3 separate regions of the Zea mays genome follow, and all the other regions are linked to region 1. Evidence: chromatin contacts called from public Hi-C data. All regions are on one chromosome and are shown on one strand. The core of a region is the stretch at or near the end of the contact, and the rest is flanking DNA. Distances in the headings are between cores, read along the strand shown. Region 1 holds the start of LOC100384533. Region 2 holds the start of LOC103639615 (paramyosin). Region 3 holds the start of LOC100383156.

What was found. Hi-C and Micro-C count contacts between places; a contact is called where the count stands out from the background.
Region 2: a Hi-C map of seedling shows a contact between it and region 1, with 5 times the contacts expected there. The contact joins the promoter of LOC103639615 here to the promoter of LOC100384533 in region 1. A contact is called at or near these places in 6 of 25 Hi-C or Micro-C datasets (ear, leaf and seedling).
Region 3: a contact with region 1 is called in a Hi-C map of tassel, with 2.2 times the contacts expected there. The contact joins the promoter of LOC100383156 here to the promoter of LOC100384533 in region 1. A contact is called at or near these places in 3 of 25 Hi-C or Micro-C datasets (ear, endosperm and tassel).

Annotation. Positions count from the first base shown.
Region 1 is chr9:161,342,603-161,347,065 of Zm-B73-REFERENCE-NAM-5.0, forward strand. LOC100384533 reads left to right here and starts at 2,946. Exons shown (of 5, transcript NM_001177051.1): 1 at 2,946-3,492; 2 at 3,590-4,463. The coding sequence starts at 3,484. It also overlaps a transcript of LOC100192912 not described here.
Region 2 is chr9:161,192,703-161,196,739 of Zm-B73-REFERENCE-NAM-5.0, forward strand. LOC103639615 (paramyosin) reads right to left here and starts at 2,383. Exons shown (of 9, transcript XM_008662350.3): 1 at 1,614-2,383; 2 at 569-766; 3 at 282-404; 4 at 24-61. The coding sequence starts at 1,697.
Region 3 is chr9:161,595,617-161,600,022 of Zm-B73-REFERENCE-NAM-5.0, forward strand. LOC100383156 reads left to right here and starts at 2,955. Exons shown (of 14, transcript NM_001175821.1): 1 at 2,955-3,319; 2 at 3,417-3,490; 3 at 3,625-3,658; 4 at 3,744-3,802; 5 at 4,038-4,152; 6 at 4,231-4,268. The coding sequence starts at 3,101. It overlaps LOC100192056 (putative oxysterol binding domain family protein), which reads left to right. Exons shown (of 9, transcript NM_001137479.1): 4 at 1-215; 5 at 755-922; 6 at 1,016-1,156; 7 at 1,230-1,427; 8 at 1,497-1,610; 9 at 1,687-1,964. The coding sequence ends at 1,830.

The DNA.
Region 1 (4,463 bases), core at 1,696-4,195:
TTGTGTCAGTTTTGTTGGATCCCATATATGGAATTATGAACGTTAGTTTCATTGTACTCCAGTAGCTGTTTTTTTTTTCATTTGCACTTATTTTCATCATGTAAGGTTAAGTTGTTTCCTGTCAGTTGCATTCCTTACACGAGTGACACTTTACGAGTATATATGCTAGCATTACATTACATTATACTGGTAGCTGCATTTTGAATGGTGATTATATCGTGTTGTGACTAGGCTTGCCTACTGATGACAGGCGGCATCCCGTACCTTTGGTGTGCCCTGCAGCAGGCCCGAGGCCGAAGGTAGAGGAGGGAAAGCTGAGAGCGGTTCCCCAAAAGCTAACTGGTTGTAGATCCAGGGTGACACCTAAACAGGAAGAGGCGGCGACGAATACAAAGGTCGTCGTCGGCCGGGCAGCGGCAACTGAGAAGGTAAAAAGGGCTTTTGACGTATGGCTCTGTGTGTCCATGACCGTGATGGTGATGCATTGCATGCAGGTGGTGATATTCATCGACGACGACTCCGACGATGGCGGCAGCGAGGCCCTTGCTTCCTGCGTGATCCTGAGGCCGGCGCCCCTGGGGTCAGGTAGGTAAAACGCCACTAGGGAGCGAGCATTTCAGAATTGTGGCCTTTGAGGTGAACAGCAAAGGGCGTGGGCTTTTATTTGTGCAAGCAGGTGCAGGTGAGTGCGACCTGGTGAAGGTGGGCGCGGAGGAGAGCCAGGAGATCCTGAGGAGGGCCAGGAAGCGGAGGAGAAGAGAAATGCAGGCCATTGTGGCCTGCATGCCGCCTGAGCTTGGGTACTAGTAGCTAGCTACTTCTCATATCAATATATCATGGATGGATGGATGCAGTTCCTAATCGAGAAAAAGGGATAGTTAGTTGTGTGGTTTTGTTGTTGCGATGGAATGAATCGAGCAGCATGGATGGATTGGTTGATTATTATATCATCTATAATAGGGGTAAGGTGATTGTGGGTGGTGGTGGATCTGGCAATCTGCTGGGCTGGCAAAAAATTAGTGGGAAAAAGTGGGCCTGCACTGCATTTGCCTGACACCGCACGTACGGTACTCATGATCCATCGCAATCGTGGTGTTTTGTTTAGCTGAATAATAACAACGGTGGTGTTTTAATTAGCTGAGTAGCAGCTGGGAGTTGGTAACCAATCCGAGGTTACACAGATGCGCGACATATGAATCCTTTCCTTTGCACAAGGAAAAAGGAATATTATTTACTCTCCATGGTGTAGCGCAGTGCCGTGCCCGTGGAGTGTTGGGGGTGTTGCTGCCAGCCCAGCCAACACAAGAGTCCAGCTGAGGCAAGAGAGAGAGAGAGACGTATGTGGATAGCGCAGGCCGGAGGCAAAATTACTACTGCCAAAAAGGCTGGCTGGCTGGCTGGATGGCTGGATGGATCTCTGCCTGCCCCCTCTCGCCTTTTCGCTCTGCAGTGTGCAGTGCAGGTGGGGAAAAAAGCTAAGGTAGCGTAGCGTGCGTTTTGCTTGTGCATGGCATGTGCTCCGATCCTCCTCCTCCGACCTCCCGGCCCATTCTTTCTCCCTTCTTCTTGAGGGGGCACCCTCCGTCCTTTCCTCTTCTTCTTCCTTCAGAAATCGCAAGAAAATGGGGAAGAGAAGCCAGAAGCGCCTTATTCGACGCCACCAGGACGGCAGCATAGGCTGCATGGCAGGCCTCATCCGCATGTTCTATTCCCGCCATGACGCCAATAAGCTCCTGTTGGACAGGAAGCAGCCAGGGAGTAGAAGGCACAGTTTCAGTGCCTTTTCTGGTAAGTGTTTCTCTCAAGTACTATTGCTCAACAAATAATCTTGAGTTTGTACTTATGCACCCCAGAATGGTTGCAGGACGAAGGGGCCACTCAAGAAAGAATTCCAAGGACTTGGACGAAATAGATGAATACGGCGATTATGTAAGTTCTCTTCATACACGATGGCCAGTGTGTTCTTCAATCTCCAGATCAGTAAACAAGTTTAGCTGAACAATACAACAGTCTGTTGAATGGTTGTCCTTCTTCAGGCATGCGTGTACTTCAATATCTCCCACAGATACGGTTCTAGTTAACAATATACAAGGGCTTAGGGGTACCCCATCGATTGCATACTTTGCATGTATATTAGCATTCAAATGGGAATTGTTTATTTTAGTTTTTTTTCTAAACGTAATAGCAGGAGCTCTGCCTTTCAATTAAAAAGAACGGAATTGATCTAGTTTTAAAGAAAATCGGGTCTAAAACCTACACAGAGTGCACAAACAACTCACACAACGGTAGCCCTCCACACAAAACTCGTTCAGATTCATCGTTGTCGAGCTCAACGTAAAGGATGAGCAGCTCTGACTTCACTAGACAGGCCGCACATGGCTAAAGGAACTTAACGACTCCTACACCCAAACATCGACGCAAAAGGATGCCAAGCCTCAATACACTCCACGCAAGGCAGCTCCGGTTCTTCACCAACAAGTTTGCTTCTCCGCCTCGCTCCCGGCAATTGCCCAACCTACGAAACAATCCAATCCTTGATAAGAGGGTTTAGTCTCATATCATTGTTGTCGAGCCACATCCTCTGATGCAGCAGTTTCAGCTTTATGTTGCAAAACCCTACCTCCATCCGCATACCAGATGTCGAGAAGTGAAAGCAACAATCCAAGACGACATTGTGGCCAAGACAAACTTTAACAGCGGCGTCTTTAAAAAGGGAGTGACGTGTAGAACGTCACCGTCGTCCCTTGTTCGGGATAGATCGGATTTTTATCTATAGAAGACAATGTTAAGAATGCGACACTCCCGACGGGGGAAGTGGCATCCACAACCACAAGCGTCACCATTGCTGCGATGGCTTTTGGCCAAGAAGTCTCTCAGCCCATCGCCAGGCCAAACGAGAGGAGAGCCCCGCCGCAAGCATCTCGACCATAGTGCAGCCCTGCCAACGCACCTCATCGGGCCACTGGACGTCTCTCTCTCAAACTTTGTGGCCTCGCAACGCCCACGTAGGCACCACCCCTCCTCTCCGCAGGAACCACCATCACCAAGGCGTAGATCCAGCGAGAGGGCCCAAAACCAGGCTGACGGCCCCAAAACCGCCGGACCCCGGTGAGGCCAGGGAGGAGACGCGGTTGTGGGCGGGAGGGGAGAACAGAGCAACTCCCTACCGACGCCAACCACGCGCCCCTAGCGCTGTCGGCCACAGAGCTGAGTAGGGCCGCCTCGCCCTCACACCCGCTCGCGCCCACTAGGATACGGTGCCCGAAATGCCGGTGGAATGCCACAGGCACCGGCTCCAACACGGTCGCCGGCACAGCCAGCAGCGCCCGGCCGGCAGCGGGCCTGAGCGCCTCCGTCACCGTTCCGGGGCCCGCGCGCACCCTCCGGCAGCGGCGAGACGGAGGGAAGAAGGGAGAGAGAGGCGGCGGCGACGGCTAGGGTTACGCCCGCCGAAGTTGCCCACGCGGGAGGCTCTTCAAGCTTATGTTCTATGTATGCATTATCTCATTCTTTCTTTTTTTTTTTCCTGCGTGCACATGTTACAGCGTATATTCTGAGAATTTGCATATCCTATATATATGTTTCTCAGAACATGGAGGAACCCAGTTCCAGCAAACCAACAGTCAAAAGACTTATGGAGGACGAGCTACGAAAGCTAAAACAGCTGAAGCTTCCAAATGATGAGGTTGAGAGAATATTAGCTGACCTGGGACATGGTGCCTGCCTGGACAAAAGTTCAGCCCAAAACAGCAAAGCGAAGAAGGGAGACCAAAATCACATCAGAGGTATCACCACCACGGCTGCTCCATCTGGATCTTTGGATCCCACTGCTTCCAACTGCATAAAAGAAGCAGAAGAAAATGAGCTTGAATTTGCCTTGGCAGATTTCTTAGGACGGATCCATAGAAATTGCAACAATAATGGGGAGTTATGTACGGAGATGAAAGCCCTAATCCAAACAAAGATTGCAGAGCTAGATAATCCTCCGTGCACATTTGCTTATGAGCAGCAAACTTCACGGGGTGACGAATATGATACTGCTGGTGGCAAACATCGATGTAGCAGTAGTAAAACTCAGCCCAAAAAATTCAGAGATGCGCTGGAGATGCTAAGCTCAGACACCGAACTTTTCTTTCAGAAGTCAAATTCACGTATTTTGGAGAGCGCCCAAAGAAACCAAAACAGACTGATAGGGAACAATCTAGAGCCCACAAAAATAGCAGATAATACCGACTCCAACAAAGATCCAAAGAGTCTGAACCAGCATGAGTTGGCCACCAGGAGATATGGTAAAGAGAGCAGGAATATCTTTTTCTGGAAGAAGGAAAGATCCTCACCAAGGCAGACTGCACAAGGAACCAGTAGTTCTCAGCCAGTTAACAAAATAGTTATACTGAAGCCAAATCCAAGGAGAGAGATCGGCCATGCTGTGGCTGTTAGTTCAACCCAAGCTCCAAAACTAG
Region 2 (4,037 bases), core at 1,133-3,632, 150 kb before region 1:
TATGGAGGCTTCAGTCTAGTTACCTCAGCTTAGATTTTGTGCCAAGACATTGAACCTTAAGCTGTGTATGAGGGAAAAAATATGAACGTCAACATAAGTACTTAAGTAGCAGTAGGGGTGCCCCATCAGGCACGCTACCAAAAAGTACAAGCATGAAATAGGGACCTACGTAACTGTTGGCAGCTATGATTGGAATGTAATACCAGCATATTTTTGGCTACCAAATCATGTAAGCAATGCCCAAGTGGCCATTGGAAACAAGGAGGTGTAGCGAAACGCACCTGCAAAACTGTTCCAGAGTTGCATCTCTTCAGTGGCAAAGAGATAGCGGTTGGATCGGCCAAATTCAGAAAATTAGAGAGATTTAGAAGAATCTCCCCAAGAATGCCAGATTTTGCCGATCCCTGGAACATTACATGAGAGCAGTTGTTAGTGACCCAAAAATTGCATAGCCATGCGACAGGAATAAGACAGAGTAAATAGCCTAAGGTAATAGGCATCGAGATTGAAGCAGGAACTAGACATCCAAGAACAGGTAAGGTAGGAAAATATGCATCATGGTACATACCAGGGAAACAATAATCCTGTACTGGCACTCTTGAAATTCTTTGGAGACTTGGTCCTTGGAGAACCATATGGGTTCCAAGATGGTGTCGGGCCACTGGCATATTCCACTACGAGAAGCTACTTTAGTGGACTTTGCAATTGTTTTTCCATTGTCTACGGAGACTATGGAAAGGAAGAGCCTGTCTGAAATGGCGGGGACCTGTAAAAAATGAAACCAATCCATGAGACACGAAAATGGAGGGGATACATGTCATGTAGCACATGGAATAAGATAAACTGCAGGAAAGGCGCATATGAAATGAATGAGAAGTCAAACAAAATTCCACTGGCATATTCTACTTTAAAAATGAAGAGGAAGGACGATTCTTTTTCCGGGGTACACGCACACATGAACGGCAGGCAACTCGTGAAACAAAGTAAAGTTGGACCCCCTGAGAAAGTAAACTGATTGAATGGCAAAAGGTAGCCATTGAATCACCAGGGGAGGGAGGGGACTGGGAGAGGAAGCAAATAATGCGATTTGCATATGAGATTGGTTTGGTACAAGCAAAGCAGCACGGCTTCCCGTTTGCCTTCCCTTTTGGGAGTGGCTTTGAGGTAGGCACACACGTGACGTGACGTGAGTAACCAAGGAAAGGAGGCACAATAATAATTCGTACGATACGAGCTACTCCAGTAAGCTCGAGCATGATCCTACATTGATGTAGCAAAGGTGAAGGAATGTAGGTTGGATGACGAGTGTCTGCCATCACATCAGCAGCGGCCTTGGCCTAGCGGGAGAGAGCAAATCAGCAGATGAAAGGCAAGCAGCAAAGCGATTACTCCAGTAGATAAGATATGAGAGAAGAATTTGTGGTAATCGCAGGGCCTCTCTTTTGTATCGGATCGGGTAAGCGAGGTTTTGGTACTGTCTGTCCTCCCCCGCTGGCCGGCCGGCTAGTCCCTGAAGGAAGGAGGGAGGGAGAGCAGGAAGAGAGTAAGAGAGAGAGAGAGAGAGAGAGAGAGAGAGAGAGAGAGAGAGAGAGAGAGAGAGGAAAGGAACCAACCTGGACGGCGCGGAAGTTGGAGAATCTGAAGTCGAAGCGCTCGCCGACGCGGTCGGAGGAGCGGTGGCGGTGAAGCTTGAACATCCTGCCCTGCTGGTGGTGGTTACCATGCGATGCGGCCGAGGGGAGAGCGGCGGCCCTCCTCCTAGATTGCGGCTGGGGTCGGGAGGTGGAACTGCGGTTGGTGATGCTGACCTGAGACTGAGATACGGCGGCGCATGGAGCGGCCGTGCAGGTGCGGCGCAGCAAAAGGTGTAGGTGGTGGGTTGGGGGGAAGAAGAGGAATCTTAGGAAGCGGAGAAAGAAACCATGTCCCCCGACTTCAGCCACCTCACCTCAGGGGGAGGGGGAGGGAGAGCTCTGCTGGAGAGGGGAGGGAGGAGGCCAGGTCGGGGTCGGGAGAGAAGACCGGACCGGAGCAGACCAGACCAGACCTGGTTGGGAATGGGAATGCAGGCATATACCTACCGAGCCCGAGCCCGAGAGGAGAAGGCGCAACCTCAACTTCTCTGGCTGGTGCGTGCAATGGCTGTCGTCAGAACAGCAGGCCAGCTGCCTTGTGGTTGCGAGATTTCTGAGGCGATCTCGCGTGTCGTCGTCGTCGTTGTCGTCGATGTCGCCCTTGTCTGGTACTTCTCCTCGATTGGCAAGAGCAGTGGCATTGTTCCGCTCGCCCTCCTCTCGTCTGCTTCCAATAACCGACTTCTTGGAGAATTGATGTCAAGGTGTCTGCATGCAGAATTGATGTTCTGAGCCGAAATGCTCAGCTCGTAACAAGCGTACATAGTTCAGAAAGTTAAGTAAGCAGAACTAAGGCCTGTTACCTAGTTTTTTAAAAATCCAGATTATATCTCCAGTTTTTAGAAGCTGGTTTATAAAAAAAACCTGGTTAATAATATTTTGAACCAGCTCAGTTTTTATAAACTATCTTTAGCTAATGGAGACTATTTTTTGGTTTTTAAGAAACTAATAATCTAGTTTCTATAAACTGTGACAAACATTAGTATGCTCGGAACTACCTCAGTTTTTATAAACTATTTTAAAAAAACTGAGTGTTTTCAAACAAGCCCTAAGACAACTGAGATTGTCCATCAGACTCATTTCTATGCTTCAGTACATCTAGCAAAGCTACTAACCAAATTTCATTACTCAAAAGCAACAAAATTCCACAGGTTTTAACTACTCCGATTGAGCAGGCCACTACCACGCTAACCTTGACCAAGATTGTACTTAACGCAATGGTTTTAGAGAACTGTTAAAACCAAAACAACTAAACACCAAACCGATAAACCAGATAGACCATATGTCTTCTTCACGAACTACTTTTTTCTTGAGATTGTACCTGCATTTAATTCTCTTTTGTAGATTTGTACCATCCTCCACCATAAAAGTTGGACTTCATGTTATGCTATTCTGATTGTGAAACCAACTTTAGTGTTCTACTAAAGCACGTGTAAATTAATGTTTTATAGTAGTAGAGATTGACTGTTGACAAATAATTTATGAGATATTGAGGTCGATGATAATATATGTGTCGTTCGCTTTCATGTAATTGTTGCACACTAACATTTTATTGAATAATTTGTGTGCCATCACAACGTGCAACATTGTACTAATTCAAATAACCTTAAAACAACTTTGTTCATACGTTTTGACACCATATCCCACCATGCTAGCCTAAGCCTACATCCAATCGTGTCAGTCACGTCACTTATCGACCATACCATCAACGACACTATCAATCGTCATCAGTCCTTATCCATCATAGCGTTCTAGTGCATAGCCTTTACTGTCAGCCTACAACCACATCAATGTCACATCGACTTTTTATAGACTCTAAATTAAAACAAAACACGATGTTGTGTACCTATAGCAGAGGTACCTCAAGACGGCCCAAAAGATTGCTCAAAGATAAAGAGCGCCATCAACAAAACTCAATTCGGACCAAAGACACCTTAGTCGGGCCCGACCTAGTCATCCTAATTCCCCACACCAAGTCTGCACCAACTATAGCAACCCTGGTCTAGCCACCTCAACTAGGTTGGACTTGGCTCAATCGCCCCGACCAAGTTGGGACCAACCCAGGTCGCCTCAAGCAGCCCCAACCAGGTCGCCCCTAACATTTGTCGCTTTGAGCTAAATTAGCCTGATAAGAATCTTCAGTGCCAAGATGCAAAACCCCATGAATTCTTATACATGGCTAATGCAATTATGGCTCTCTGACCCCTCGGTGTGTGCTGCGTGCGATGAATGTGGCAGGTATAGTTTGAAGGATGTTGGAGGAGTTTGTGTTCGACCACCCGACTCTTCAAAGGACAACAAGGACCATTCACATCAACGGAAGACCACGATGGGCCTTGTTGGTCACTTGTTCTCAAATGTTGTGATTCAAGAACAAGGCAACACAATTGTTAAGTATAAAAG
Region 3 (4,406 bases), core at 1,705-4,204, 250 kb after region 1:
CACCGTTTTTCAAGCGTCGCACGAAGTTGCCTGATCCAGTTGAGAAGGAAAAAAGTGTTAGTCTTTGGTCAATGATCAAGGATAATGTCGGAAGAGATCTTACACAAGTATGTCTTCCAGTTTACTTTAACGAACCATTATCATCTCTTCAAAAATGCTTTGAGGACTTGGAGTATTCTTATTTGTTGGATCGTGCATATGAATGTGGCCTAAAGGTATTTTTCTTGCTACAAATTCGCACTTGATAATCAATTATTTGAGTTAGAACCTTCACTGTAAGGTTTATTAAGTAGATTTGACTCGTGAAATAATTCCGCAGTTATTATGCTTCTGAATTCAGGGGGACAATTTGATGAGAATTCTTAATGTTGCTGCATTTGCGGTTTCTGGGTATGCTTCCTCGGTTGGGCGCCCCTGCAAACCTTTCAATCCATTGTTAGGGGAAACCTATGAAGCTGATTACCCTGAAAATGGAATCCGTTTCTTTTCTGAAAAGGTGTATTCTTTGTTAAAAAGTCACCCCTTTTTCGTTGCTGTTAAATCATAAGAGGTGGGCTTGGTCCCCTGACAAGACAAATTAATGGGCTGGCAATATTAACTGAATTATGCAGTGTGACTAGTTTCTAAATCAGTATTTTAATTCAATGAAAACTAAATCAGTATTTCAGTTGAAAAAAATAAATATTGCTGTTTCATGACCTCAGTAGAAACTATAGCTGGAGTTCATGTTATGATGCTGTATTTGTTGCGATAGGTTAGTCATCATCCAATGGTCATGGCTTGTCATTGTGAAGGAAAAGGGTGGAAATTTTGGGGAGACAGCAATGTAAAGAGCAAGTTCTGGGGGCAAACAATCCAGCTGGATCCTGTTGGTGTGTTATCTGTAGAATTTGATGATGGAGAAATTTTCCAATGGAGTAAGGTAAATATACTTTGCTTTATTTTCACTGAACCCTTTATTATGCAGTGTGTTATCTGTATAATTTTTATTTATTAATTAAAATCTGTATACCAGGTTACAACAACAATTAATAACGTTATCATTGGTCAAATTTATTGTAATCACTATGGAACGATGAGTATAACTGGGAACAGGGGATATTCATGCAAGCTGATTTTCAAACGGCAATCTTTCGTTGAGCGCAACCCTCGGCAGGTAAAAAGAAATGCAGCATCCCATTGGAATCGTTTTGATGGATGTTACTAAGATGTAGCTGTATGTATGCAAGGTTGAAGGATTGGTTAAGGACGGTGATGGTTCGACGGTGGCAAGCCTAATGGGAAAGTGGGATGAGAGGATGTACTGCAGCGCATCAGGGCAGAATGTGATTCTGTTGTGGGAGAAAAATGAAGCTTCGACTAATCCCACTCGCTATAACCTCTCATCGTTCGCAATAACTCTGAACGAGTTGACTCCAGAACTCAAGGTAGGTAGATATAGGTCGTTATGATGCCTCCTTTGTTGTTAGCGCCACTTCTGAATTGCTGCTGGTTAGGAGAGCCTTCCACCAACGGATTCAAGACTCAGACCAGATCAGCGACATGTAGAGAACGGGGAGTATAGTAAGGCCAATGCTGAGAAGCTGCGACTGGAGAGGAGGCAACGGATGGTATGCCCATGCATCTCGAATATTTGGCGACAAATAGAATAGAAAAGCTTATGTAATTGGATTTTCTTCACTGCAGTCACGGAAGATGCAGGACAATGGTTGGAAACCAAGATGGTTCCGAAGGGATGATGACACATTCCGCTATGTGGGAGGTTACTGGGAGGCACGACAGCAGCGGAAATGGGACGGATGTCATGATATATTTGGTGAATTCGTGTGACTCAACAGTGAGGCTGCTCGGACCTTTTATATATATATATATATAATAATAATAATGATAATGATAATAATAATCTCTGGTCTCCCATGATAATATTAATATGTATGTGCAGTGTGACTGAACAGTGAACACATATATCTCGCGGATTGCTGTTGTCTGAGTTGTTTGTGCGTCGTTTTAGGCTCGGTCGTTTCACTTAAAACTAGATCAATTTTTTTTCTTCTTAATTGAAATACAAAAAAATTGTTACCGCTATTATATACGCATAATTGATTGGAATTGTTGACATTATTGGAGCGTGTATGTATGTATGTATGTGTATCTTCATGTAGTAGTATATATGTGTCTAATACAACAAGTAGCTAGATAGTCGAACTGGACAATTGGGCTGTACACTTTGTCGGGCTGCCGTGGTCCGCCACCCGCGTCTTGCCGGACTCGTTGGTAACGCGCATGGACTGTATCAATTTGGTTTGTATGTTCTACCAATTTCCATCACATATTTTGCTGTGCATTCATAATTACACCGACATACATATACATATACCGTCAGCTCTAAATTTCGAGTGTTAAGTTTCAAATAGTTGGTTTTATTACGGTAAAAAATAGATAGGAGATAAATATTTTGTTCGTTCAAATAAATCAGGAAACGAAATATGCTTCTTACATCCTAAATTACAAGTTATTTTAATTTTATTAAGATTTAAAACATATTAATTTAGACTAAAACTAAATAACAATATTTATAACATTAATTAAGTATTATTGGTTTTTTTTTATTATACTTATTCTATGCTATACGTATTTATAATTTTGATCAAGTCTTGATGTATTTTGACTATCTAAGCTTATAATGGTGGGTCAGTTGAAAACGAGTCACTCAAAGCTTTAAAAAAGTGAAAACTAGTTTATTTTATAAATTAGCCGTCTAAATTTATAAAAGTTATGTGTTCTCTTGTATTTTATTGGACGAATGGACGGTGTAAAAGCAAAACACGTGTAGTGAGCGAGTGCGGCGGTGGCAACTGACGTGACACGAGGGAGGCGGTCTGTGCCTGGCCCAGCCAGCTGTCTTGTTCCTCCGTCCGGGAGGACGAGGAGGAGGAGGCGCATCCCTCCATCCTCTGCGACTTGGTGCGTCTCTCGAGCTCGAGTCGATTGATGATTCATCTTCCTAGTCTCGTCTCCGCGCCATTCTCCAAATCCATCTATCATCACCATCCCGATCCCAGCCCCAGCCCCAGCCCCAGCCCCGCCAGACCCAGACCCGATGCAGCAACAGCAGGACCCAGCACCCGCCGATCCCGACCCACTGCCGCCCCCCGACCTCGGTGATGCCGCCGCCTCGTCCGCAACGCAGACGATCCCTTCCCGCAACGCCTCCTCCAAGTACGATTTCGTCAAGGTCAAGGTCTGGCTCGGGGAGAACGCCGACCACTACTACGTCCTCTCCAGGTTCCTCCTCAGCAGGATGCTCACAGTCACCAAGGTACACTACTAATTTCCTCTTTCCTTTATCCATCCATCAATCAATTAACCCTCCCTTCCCCTTGTATTTGCTCTTATTTTTTAAACAAAACACACAGATTCCTAATCATGTCGCCATCAAGATTGCCCTTGAGCTCAAGAAGCTGCTTGTCGACAACAGCCTGCTTGATGTGTATGTATATGCATCTTCTTCCTCTCTCCCATTCCCCTCCCCCACCATCTAACTATCCTATTAGCTTTCAACATGTTATATTGTATGCTAGTACCTTTTTTTTTCTCTAACTCCTGCACTTCCTTATTTTACAGATCCCAGAGTGATCTAGAGGCTAATCTGTTCAAGGTTAGGTACCTTCCTGCTTCCCTTCCCTGCTGCATGCTACTTCCTCAGCCGATTACACAAACTTATAACTTCCCTCCTTCCACAGCTTATGGAAAAACGGGGATACGGAGAGGAGTATATAAATCGCTATAAAATGATGACAAGGTACTCTGCTGCAGTGGCCAAAAATACATCTTCTGCTTCTCTATAGTAGTCTGCTTCTCTCCCCCCTTTCTTATTCTTCTATTAATACAAAGATGCACAGCTCTCCTGCGTATTCCAGGAAAAAACCACGATGTTTGTGCTTATCCTACATTCGCATAGAAAGAAACTCTTCTCTCTTACACCAGCGGCATTCAAATTACATGTTTCTGATGTGCTCATCCCCTACCTCGTGCAGGTTCCATCATCAACGGGTTCCACTAGTAATTTTGGTGTGTGGAACTGCCTGTACTGGAAAATCAACAATCGCTACACAACTTGCTCAGAGGCTCAATTTGCCTAATGTTTTGCAGGTGGGTTTATTATTTATCTTTTCCAGTCTATAGCTCATGTCTCATGTGCCTCGTTTCCTTACCCTTGTGCAACTGCAGACTGACATGGTGTATGAGCTGCTGCGGACATCAACAGAGTAAGTTGTGTCTTCTTTTTTTTTTTGGTTGTTTAATACTCCCTCCGTTTCTTTTTATTTGTCGCTGGATAGTGCAAAATTACACTATCCAGCGACAAATAAAAAGAAACGGAGGGAGTAAAAAAATGCCACTACCTA